Regions from separate parts of the Triticum aestivum genome. Here region 1 is linked to region 2. A link is a contact called in public Hi-C data. All regions are on one chromosome and are shown on one strand. The core of a region is the stretch at or near the end of the contact, and the rest is flanking DNA. Distances in the headings are between cores, read along the strand shown.

Evidence for each region. Hi-C and Micro-C count contacts between places; a contact is called where the count stands out from the background.
Region 1: a contact with region 2 is called in a Hi-C map of leaf, with 4 times the contacts expected there. The contact joins the promoter of LOC123097824 here to the promoter of LOC123097821 in region 2. A contact is called at or near these places in 3 of 5 Hi-C or Micro-C datasets (all in leaf).

What each region holds. Positions count from the first base shown.
Region 1 is chr4D:346,519,532-346,525,132 of IWGSC CS RefSeq v2.1, forward strand. It overlaps LOC123097824 (two-component response regulator-like PRR73), which reads left to right and starts at 1,658. Exons shown (of 9, transcript XM_044519655.1): 1 at 1,658-1,891; 2 at 2,383-2,800; 3 at 3,831-3,992; 4 at 4,112-4,245; 5 at 4,382-4,582; 6 at 4,967-5,147; 7 at 5,234-5,601. The coding sequence starts at 2,485.
Region 2 is chr4D:346,278,603-346,284,426 of IWGSC CS RefSeq v2.1, forward strand. LOC123097821 (50S ribosomal protein L10, chloroplastic) reads left to right here and starts at 3,503. Exons shown (of 1, transcript XM_044519653.1): 1 at 3,503-4,457. The coding sequence starts at 3,566. The coding sequence ends at 4,228. It overlaps LOC123097822 (a long non-coding RNA gene), which reads left to right. Exons shown (of 6, transcript XR_006447498.1): 6 at 1-1,203.

The sequences.
Region 1 (5,601 bases), core at 408-2,907, 240 kb after region 2:
AGGGCGTCGAGCAGAGCGCGTCGCGGTAGGACGGGGCATCAGATCCGGCGGAGGAGGGACTCGACTCCATCCATCGCAGCTCACGGCTACGGCCGACGGTCGGGGGGCAACGGGGTGGCCATGGGGAGTGGGGGGCGACGGTCCCGGAGTGGCGATCGTCATGAGCAGGTGGGCGCTGGGGCCGGAGTGGCCGGCGGCGCAGGAGAGCCTAACACGAGCGACAACTATCATTCTCAACCAACGATCAACTAGACGTTCTCCCCAGAGTTAGCGTTCTTGTTAGACCGACGGAGATGTTGGTTTCTTTGAGTTGGGTGTACGTGACATCATGGTTAATAGAATTGATAAACTACTCATATTAGGACTTTCTTTTTCGGAAGTTCATCTCCAAAGAACCTCCGAAAAAATGGTTCTCAGGTTCATGTGAGTAAGCACAAAGTGGGCTGATTAAGCATATTTGACCAAGCTATATTCCAGGGGATAGTCAGTCATAACAAATGGAAATCGATGATTGTGGTCAGGGCGTTACACGTGCCCAAGCATGGAGTGGCTTACTTAGTAATCAAATCAATTTCTCAACATGCTCCTAAGGCTCAAATCATGTCTATCCTATGTTTGTCATCGCCATCTTCAAGTTCATAGATAGAACTAAGATAAGCTAAAACAATAATTAATTATTGCTACCTCACTGAGTGGTAGCAACGAAAATGAAAGGTCGAAAAATCTGTGAAAACACATGCGACAACCATAAATGATAGAAGCCTTGTTTGCTATAGTGGTGCATAATATCAAAATTTGCCAAATTGTCCGTTATTTTATTTATTATAGTTGCTATTTTTGGTATAAAACTATTTTAATGCTCATTTTATTTTAATTCTTGTTGTAGCTAAAGAAACAAATAGTTGGCCGGCTAGAATGCTAAAATTTCTACTCGTACTTCACTACTTATAGATTGACAATTTACTATGAATGAAACTTAGCACAGCACAGCACAGCTGAAGAACCATAAACTAAGCCTCCTTTCCAAAACAAGTCTCCTCGTTTTACTTGAAAATCAAAACAAAAATCACGATACTTATTTTGAAATGGAGGGAGTAATAGAAAAGCAAGCTTACAAGTGTGCGGCTCAGATTGATTTAGAATTAGTAGCTTATTTTAGAAACAAGGCAAACTTGTTTTCTCGTAGAAAAAAAGGCCATTGCATGAGGTCTCAAAACGTGTGGATGAGACGAAGCGTTCCTGTTGAACCAGAAAAACGATGCCAGAAAAGGTAAAACTGTACTACTCTAGTCCACAGATCACTCTCCAGCCTCCAACCCCATCCCTTTCATTACCACAAAAAGAAAAACCCAGCCATGCCTAAACGCCGTGAAGACGTGACGAGGCTACGCCGTGACGATCTTTCCTGCGGCGCCCCTCCCGGGCCCACTGTCAACTACAGTAGCCGCCAACCCGCACCTACCGAAGTGCGTCGCTCGGCCCCACCCGGCAGCGCCCCGGCCGCGGCGGAGCCCCACGCGGCGCTCCACGTGTCGGGGCTCCCCGGGCGGATCTGACGGGCCGATGGAGCGCGCGGCTTTAGATTTCGTCGGATCCCGGCGGGTCGCAAGCCCCACCTGCTCCCTCCGGCCCTCCTCGCCTCCACTTGCTCCACGTCATGGTCGCCCCGTTATCTATTTCCTCCCTCTCGTCCCCTCGCCTCCTTCCTTCCTTCGGCACCACCACTTCTCTCCTCTCTTCTCCCCACAGAGCCCAGGCTCAGTTTTATCTCTCGCCTGGTCCTCGTGACACCCCGCCGCGTTGTGGAAACATCCACGGCTACTTCCACGCGCGGGTCAAAGCTCGCGCGCCCACGCCCATGCCGCCACCGCCCGCCCCTCGACCCACCACGGTGCGCGCCCTTCCCTCTGGCAACGCAAGCGCTCGTCTCTGTCCACCTTTTTGGGGGTTCGCTTTAGCTGATTTTGGGGCCGGGGGCCTCGAAATTCGGTGGATCTCGGCCGCCCGCCGCCGGAATCCGGCACGGGTGGACCGCCGTGAGGCGCTCTGTCAGTGATGCCTCGTCGGGGTTGAGTCGCGGTGGGAGTTTGACGCTTGGTTTACCTGTCTGATTCTGTTGAAAGCTCGAGTACTGCTGATGCAGTCTAATTTCATCTCATCACCAAGACTATTTCCTCAGTCTTTTAAGCTCCTATAATCTCTAAATTACGCTCATCTTTGCTCCAGTAACTAGTACCAATTTTGTACGGTAAATCCGTTCTCGCGCCGAGCCTTAACAATTTCGTACGGTGTGCGTGTCAATTGACGACGAACTGCCCATAATTCGAAGCATTTCTCATGCTCGTGATAGATTCGACCTTGATCCATGCGTGCTCGTTGCAGATTCCAGTCGTTGGATGCAGCATGCCCATTTCTGAAGCCAGGGCAGGGCATGCGCCGTCGTCTGTGAACCGTCTCTAGTTGCAAACGCCACGGATCCAGCTGATGGTGAGCGCCGGTCAAGCTGGCGCGGACGGACCTTCCACCAGTGATATTAGGGGAACCGGAAACGGCGCCGTAGAGAATGGCCATGCCCTCGAGGCAAACGAGGACAAGGAATGGAGGGGCGGCATCAAGGAAGAGGACTGGCCCAGCACGCACAGTGCGCCGCCGGGCTTGGACGAGCAGAAGCAGCAGCAAGACCGGGTTATCCGGTGGGAGAAGTTCCTGCCGGTGAAGACACTAAGGGTCTTGCTGGTGGAGAACGATGACTGTACCCGACATGTTGTCCGTGCTCTGCTCCGTAAGTGTGGCTATGAAGGTAATGCCCTGCAAATTTAAACTCTAGTTTCAAGTAAATTATTAAATTGGATTTTGATCTTTTGTTGTTTGTAGGTCTGTTAGAGGCCAGAGTGTTCATGTTATTGTATTTTGTTCTCTCTCTCTTTCAGTTTTAGATTTCACTTCGAGTTGATTTTGAACTGATAGTGCGACCATACATCTATCACAACATTTATACAGGGGGATACTGAGGCTGGAGGTTATCCTCCTTTTCCAAAACAAAAAAGAACAAGGGGATACTGGACTTGCTTATTGTGGAAAAGGGGGAACTGAAATTGCTTGTTGTGAAAAAGAGTGCATCGAGCATGCTAAAATAAGAGCAATGATTTTGATGGCACATCCTAATTGATCATAGCTAAAGACACCATGATGCCGACCTGTATTTAGAACATGAAATCTTCATTCAATTCCCCAGTCAGCAATTAGTTGATCTGGCTATTAGTTTTACTTCAGTGGAAGAAGGTGCCTGATGGTGAATGCTCCCGTCTTGGTGCATCAGTTGATGGGCATGGTCAATCTTGATCAATCAGCATAGTTTTGTTAACTGTTAACATGAATGAATGCATAAATGGCCAGGAACTTTTGTTAGAAAGATGCCAAGGTGAGCACCAACACCGAGAAAGAAAAATCAAATAGCCAACTGACATTTGGTCTTGCTGCTAATTGAAATCAGTGCAACTGAAGTGATTTGACAAGGCTTTAACTTATCCCCACTCTCACAAGCTAACTGAACCTAGGAACTTTGCAAACTTGAGCCTAGTTATCTTTGAGTAGTTTCTTGCACTAAATTGGGTAAATACAAACTCTATTCAAGTGTCATGGATCTTCCTGATGTAAATTGCACGTTTGATGTTTTTGTTAATTCGGTCGGTACATTATGTTATTTCCTATTAGAATTATGCCTTTCCTTTTATATTCAAAGGTGAAAGCTAAATCAATATTGCTTTTCTTTGAAACTGTTTCAATTACGTCAATCCATTGACTGCAAAATGCATATCTTTCCTTTGTAGTTATCTCTGCTGAGAATGGATTGCATGCATGGCAATATCTTGAAGATGTGCAAAACCGTATTGACCTGGTATTAACCGAGGTCGCCATGCCTTGTCTATCTGGCATTGGTCTGCTCAGTAAGATCACGAGTCACAGTATTTGCAAGGGCATTCCTGTGATCAGTAAGCAGCTTTCCTGCTCAACCATATTGCTCCAACAGATTAATACACTTATTTTGGTCCTTGCTAATTTGTTAGTTTAAATATTCTTAGCTTCTAAAGCTTATGTTGTTTCTGTGCAGTGATGTCTAAGAATGACTCGATGAGTACAGTCTTTAGGTGTCTATCAAAGGGAGCAGTTGACTTCTTAGTGAAGCCGATACGGAAGAATGAACTTAAGACCCTTTGGCAGCACATATGGAGGCGATGCCACAGTGTAAGTTGCTTGTTGTTGGTCTAGCTTATTTCATGTCGGAAAACCAAGCCCAAAAGTCACGAGGGCATAGTTTCTTTGACCTACCTATTTATCTTCTCTGATTATCACTCTGGAATTTGCCTTTTTCTGAATCTAGTCCAGTGGAAGTGAAAGTGGCATCCATACACAAAAATGTTCCAAACCGAAGGCTGGTGATGAATATGAGAACAACAGTCATGATGACGATGACGATTGCGGCAGTCATGATGACGATGACGATGACGATGATGATGCCGATGACGACTTTAGTGTTGGGCCCAATGCTAGGGATGGCAGTGATAATGGCAGTGGCACTCAGGTACGTCGGTTACTTAAAATTGGAAGGTACTTCTTACTCATCAGAAGATTGCGATAGATGTAATATAAAGGGTATTAGTTGAATACTACTCGGAACAAATGTTTGACTCTTCCAAAATTAATAGGATTAATACCTCTGCTGTTGAAAAGCTATGTGTTAAGTACAATTTTTTCGTGCACATACTTTGTACTTCCTAGTAATTCACTAATTCACCCCAGATCAGATCCTAGAGCGATTCACCGTGGGCATTTTAGACCTTTTAACGTCTCACCCTGAGTCCACCCTTAGAACTGAGTAACAAAATGATAGCGTTTGTGCCAATGTTTTTTAAGAAATCTCTTTTGAAAATCTATTCTCATGCCGCCGATCTATATTAAAATGCAGAGTTCATGGACGAAGCGTGCTGTGGAGATTGATAGCCCACAACTTTTGTCTTCTGATCATCTAGCAGAATCACCTGATAGTACTTGTGCGCAAGTAATTCACCCCAGATCAGAGATAGGCAGCAATAGGTGGTTGCCGACTGCAAATAAAAGGAACATCAATAATCAAAAAGAAAATAATGGTATCTTATGCTAACAGTATCCTTTGTACAAAGCAAATACACCTTTTTCTTTTACTGTCTGTCAACCAACTGCCACTTCTATGCAGATGACTCCATGGGGAAATACTTAGAAATAGGCGCTCCTAGAAATTCAAGTCTTGGGTATCAATCTTCTCCAAATGAGATGTCTGTTAATCCAACAGAAAAACAGCATGAGAATCTCACATCCCAAAACAAGTCAGTAAACAAAATAGTCATCGACAAACCAACTTGTCAAACTGCTGATTTGATTAGTTCAATAGCCAGAAACACAGAATCGAAACAGGCTGCTAGAATCACTGATGCACCTGACTGCTCCTCCAAGATGCCAAACGGGAATGAAATGAAAAACGATTCTCCCATCAACATGCCATCCCAAGAGCTGGGTCTGAAGATATCGGAAACAACTAGATGTGAAACTGAAATCCATGATGAA
Region 2 (5,824 bases), core at 2,253-4,752:
CTATTCCCGTTGTCTAGACTTAGCAATGTAGACATATCTAATTTTATTGTGGAAAGCACCACAGCTTTTGCCTTGAACAAAACAAGGTCTTTGGGTGAGACTGTAAGCACCTAAAACATTGCTTGATTCCTTTGAGTTTCCAGTTATCCTCTATTTCCTTTATCTGTAACTCATATAGATATTATGCTGAGAAGTAGGCTATTACAGTACAGGTGGACAATTTTTTGACATGACATATTCTTTGTCTGGACAGCAAAATTATTTTCACATGAGAACCTCACACAAAATCGTTGTTTAAATCATTGTTGGATGTTTCATTCTTTGATTATTTTGTTACATTCAAACTAAGAATAATGCAAGAAAAAAATCCTTCATTGTTCTAGAGAGGTGGAGGCTCTGAGCTGCATATTCTGATAACATAACTCTCAATTCACTAATGGGATTACGCCAAATACACAATAAGACCAAACACTGTTTCTATGAATTAGCATCAAGTTGCCAGGAGCAGTGAAGCGCCAATAATGGTTAACTATGGTGCTTGAGGGGATGGATATGCATAGTTGTAGGTTGCAGATATACGGCTGGAGCAATATGTAAGTACTATTACAGAATTACTTTAGCTTATGTTGAGTGTTTATATTAGCTAAATGGCTGTGCTTCATGTTCTAGGATCGCATGCCCTTTATGCTCAGAGTACGGTCTGATTATGAACAAGATAATAAAAAGTTTGTTACTTCTAACTAGACATTTTGTTAATTTCCAGTTGAAGGCTTCCACGCGCCACCTCCTTCTCCCCCTCCTGTGCCGAGTCGAGAACGGAGCAGCGACAAAGCAGAGGTAGACATGGACACGTGGTAGGAGCCAAGGGGGGAACGGGGAAAGGCGGACGCTAGCTCTGGAATCAGCTGTGTCAGCCGCTGCCAGTGCCACCGTGTCCCGCCGCAGCCTAGCCTGGTCGCAACAAAAGTATGGCTGCAGGTGTAGTTCATTCAGTTTTGCAGTTCGATTTACTTGCTTGTGCATATGTGCGTGTATACTGAGAGAGAGGGAGAGATTATTCTGTTCTAGCAGTCGTATTTATGTGACAAATCTGCTCCCCTCCACTCTTTTTTGATTTGCCTGAAATCTGAATGTGAAAAGCAGTTGCAAGTTGAGAGCAGCAGAGTAAACGTTCAAAAGTTCAGAGTGCATGTTTTTGAGATTCAGAGGACGTGTAAGCTGGAAGATGGGTTGCCATGCTTTGTAAGTATGATTAGTTGGAGTACTATTCTATCCGATGGCAGTGCAAAGTTGAAGTAGGCGCTGACCAAGGACGTTAGGGTATGTTCTTCACATCAACACTTCATTGTCCAAAAAGCGACAATTCCTTTTGTGTTTGCGAAAAGGCCTAAGGCCAAATATTAAGGAACACATGTCCTTACAAACTCACCCGTACTAAAAAAGAAAATTACATACAAATCTCTGTGGGAGCCAAGCTCTTGTTCCTCCTGCATCCCTCTGAGCCTCTGCCTCGACGGGTCAACTTTTTTCAACCCAGGAGCTTGTGGAAGCAGCGGGCGAGATGATGTTGATGTAGACCATGAAAATGTGAGAAGGGAATGTAGAAACTGCAAGACCAAGAAAATCGATTGAATCCGAACAGGTCCCCCAGAAACCTAAACATAGCAAATCTTGGAAGACCTGCTGGAGACATGGCTTCACACACCCTTGGCCGCCAATAAACACAACAACGAAACATGGATAGGACGGGGAGAACCATATTCCTACGGAGGGATGACACCGCTCTCTCAGTTTCCTGTCCAAAACCCTAAGACAACCGAGAACCCGTCGCCGCCTAGGATCCCGTCACGCAACCCCTTCTCCAGTAACCAGGCTAGGTCGGGCCGCCACCGAAGGTAGCCAACACGCTGGAACTGAGACGCCAGCCCGGACCAACCACCAATCCACGCGCAGCAGCCGGCCCTCCCTGGCATGTCGCGCTGCCCACCAGGGCACAACATCTCCGAAGGACCTTCTCGTCGCCGACGGCTCTGTGCGCGGCTTTGCCAGGTGGTGTACCGTGGCGGCGGCGAGAGAAGAAGAGGTGATCTAGGTTTTCTTGTGGAGGCGGCTGAGAGCAGACTCATACCTCAACCATAGCTTAGCGATAATTCAACTGTGGCAACACAAAGGCATATTCACCTTATAGCGAATGAGGGTAACCTTATTTTTGACATTTGTCTTGGATATAAGAAGTGGCGCATAGTGGCACTCGGAGTAGGAGCAGTTTTTACAAAAAAAAGATCGCCCGATGCAACGCACGGGCATTTGTACTAGTTTTTTTTGCATGATAATACGTGTCTCATTTATATCATAAGGATCATAGTACAAGCCACGTACATACCGACCTGACAAAACTGAAAAGACAGCAAAACACTAGCCTTTGCACACAGGAACACCAGCCAAGAAATAAAATTACAAACAAGACTGAAGAATCCTCTGAACTTGACACCAACGCCCGTCACCTGCCTCTGGCACCACCATAGCAGCCACCAAAAGAGAAAATGACGGATCACCTCCACACCCGAGCTCGACGCGGCTCCATCGCTGATATGCAGCTTTGCGGACCTCCAAGGTGGCTCGCCAATAAAGGCGAAGCCATTGCCGTTGAACGAATCAGACCGGAGCAACACCCCGGACACGCCATCAAACTCCAGATCTGGCACCCCTGCCCAACTAAGACGTTGGAAGAGGAAACCATACCTGCCTTCCACAAACCACGAACCTAGATCCACTATCTTCCAGATGCCGTCTATGCAGACCACAATCTGCATCCGCTCCTGGACTACCTCCCAAGCTCCACGCCAGCGCTGGAGCAAACGCCGTCGCAACGGCGGAGCCCGAGGACACAGGTCCACCGCGAGGATGCCGCCGCCGCCGCACCATCCTTGCTTGAACAGTCTGGTTTCTAAATCCGTCCCAAAAATGAATCGTCTCGTTGGGGAAGGATCTGAAGATTTATTAGTCGGCGCCGCCATCGCCACCGCCGAAGCCACGACGATGAACAACCCAAAATCCTAAAAACTAATGCCTAAAACAATCCACACGCATGAATCCGGCGACCCCCTCAACACCGACGACCGAGGTCGTCAGCGGAGGGGAGCCGCCGGAGGACGGCGGCGGAGGAAGGCGCCCTGGCGGCAGGAGGCGAGATCGCCTTTCTTTCTTCTCCTGGAAGAAAGAAAGAAAGCCCCTGTAGTGCTACCTGGGAGGTAGAAGCTACTGTTTGTGCATTTGTACTAGTTATAAATAGGAAGGAGTAATAATCTTTAAAGAGTACGGAGTATATGAATACGCAGAACACAACGGTCTATCTTCCTCGCTGAATATACGGTCACACATAATCCAAAGGAACCCCTCAAAGGAAATGAAAACATAATCCAAAGGTCCACGAGCACCATGTCCACGGAAGAAACCACCCATCGTCTTCTCCATAGATAAGCTTTTTCCACTCCACTCTATCTTCCTCGCCGTTTCTCCCCAACCCAACCCCCGCCCGGCGCGCCCGCCCGCCCGCCCCAGAAAAATGGAGACCTCCTTCCTCCCGACCGCGCGGCCCCTCCCCGCGTTCCAAACCCTAGCAGCGGCCCCGCGCTGCCCCCGCCCTCTGCGCCGCTCCACCATCCGCGCTGCCATCTCCCGCGGGCGCAAGGAGGACACGGTCGCCGTGGTCCGCGAGCAGCTGGAGGGGTGCTACCTCCTGGCCGGCATCCGGTACGAGGGCCTGACGGTGAAGCAGTTCCAGGGCATCCGCGACGCGCTGCCGGAGTCGTGCCACCTCCTGGTGGCGAAGAACACGCTGGTGGGGAAGGCCATCGAGGGCACCCCCTGGGAGGCGCTCAAGCCGTGCATGAAGGGCATGAACGCCTGGCTCTTCGTCCACACGGAGGAGGTCCCCGTCGCGCTCAAGCCCTACCGCGCCTTCCAGAAGGAGGAGCGCGTCGAGGAGACCAACGACTTCATCGGGGCGGTGTTCGAGGGAAAGTACTACGAGCCCGGCGAGTTCAAGTCGCTCGAGACCATGCCCAGCCGCGCCGAGGTCTACTCCAAGCTGCTCGGCGCCCTTAATGGGCCGGCCACCTCCCTCGTCACCACGCTGCAGGCGCCAGCCAGGGACGTCGTCGCCGTGCTCTCCGCCTACGTGCGCAAGCTCGAGGAGGAGTCCGGCGCCGGCGCCGGCGCCGCCTAGTGGCAGTTGCGATATGGTTGTGCCTCCTATCCCCACATCTCACTCTTTGCTTGTACAATTCCTTGTACCTTTATTACTGTCTCCCGTTTGAATTGAATCACAAGTTTTCCCCTTCACAATGTGCGGCTTGTAATTGGGTAGTATCTCTTGCCTGCTGGTGTCCAAATTGGGATGAAATTGGAAAAGGATGGTTTGAGAATCGGGCAATGTATATCATGTTCACGAATAATTTGGTTTGTGTAAAAGCAAGTTTAATAGGGTATGGACCCATGAAAAACAATGGGAACTACTGATGGCTATTCTTATGTCAGTTTATATCCAGAGGTTCAGGTCAAATTTCATTTTTCAGGCGACGTTGAGGCTTCGTCACATTCATTAACCGTGTGCTATGGTTCTGAAGTTAGACAAAATGTTTGTGTTTGTGCATCACAACTTGACCGTGGCTTCGCGGTCTCCACTTTCTGCTCAGAAACAACTCAGGATTCAGATTTTGGTAACACTAACTAGGAGTTGGAAATTCTTTGAAACAGATCTCGAAGTTTCCTGTTGATCGCCAAAAATTCATACATTGCATAAGACAACCACATATGAGGTTAGGATAACCGATTGCCACCACATTTCAGACAACTCACAACGAACTACCACTTTCGCGCCTAATGAGTAACAAATTGCATTGATGACAAATTGAGCTCGCAAAGACAACGTTTCTGACAGGTTGGTCCCGCCTGTCAGCCTGATGAGGCGTCCGCGGACAGACATTGTTAGAAGGCTCCGTCCGTTACGCGGGCGTCAGGTACCCTACGGTTTAAGGGCGTGCGCCGTCCGTTTCAATCCCACCCATCCCCAAGACTCCTTTGCCACACTTTGTTGCCGCTGCTGCCACTGCCTAGTCTCCGGGTAAGCGCCTCCGCGGTACCCATGGTCTCCTAGGATGATCTCTCGAGCGGCTCGTCGTTCAACGACGACTCCATAAACAGCCAGGTTCGTCCTGGCCTCTCCCTCTCATGCGGCTAGGGTTATGGATTTGGGGGGAAATAGGATTTTTTTTACACACATCGATTGAAGCCGATTTGTTCTCCTTTCAGCTTCCTAGGACGGTGTACTGCAAGCAATGGAGCGGAGTGGCTTCAGATCTGCGTTTTGTGTGCCAGCACAAATCCTCTTGTGAGAAGTTTGTGGCATTTGAGTCAGTGGATAGTGGCAGGAGGTTTTTGGCTTGCGCGAAGAAGGTTGGTGGTGTCAAATTGGTAGATTTAGCAATGAAATTACTTGTGAGATTCTGTAGTGTACCATTTTTTGGCATGATGAAGTGCAATTTGCTTATATTTTGAGATATAATAGGAAGAACTGAAGTACACCTATCTGGAGCGGGTTGATCCCGAGTGGCCAGAAACTCTTAAGATGCGCCTAGCTAAGTTATAGACCATGTATGATGATGAGAACATAGAGTGGCTCGGAGCAAATGTGGTTAATGCAGAAGAGAACTCCAAGATACTAGGAGACAAGAAAAGGGTGGAGAATGACCACACAATTTTCAAAGTTGATTTTGAAAAAATGGTGGCTGAGCAGTTCAGCAATGAACGGGTGGTTGTGAGG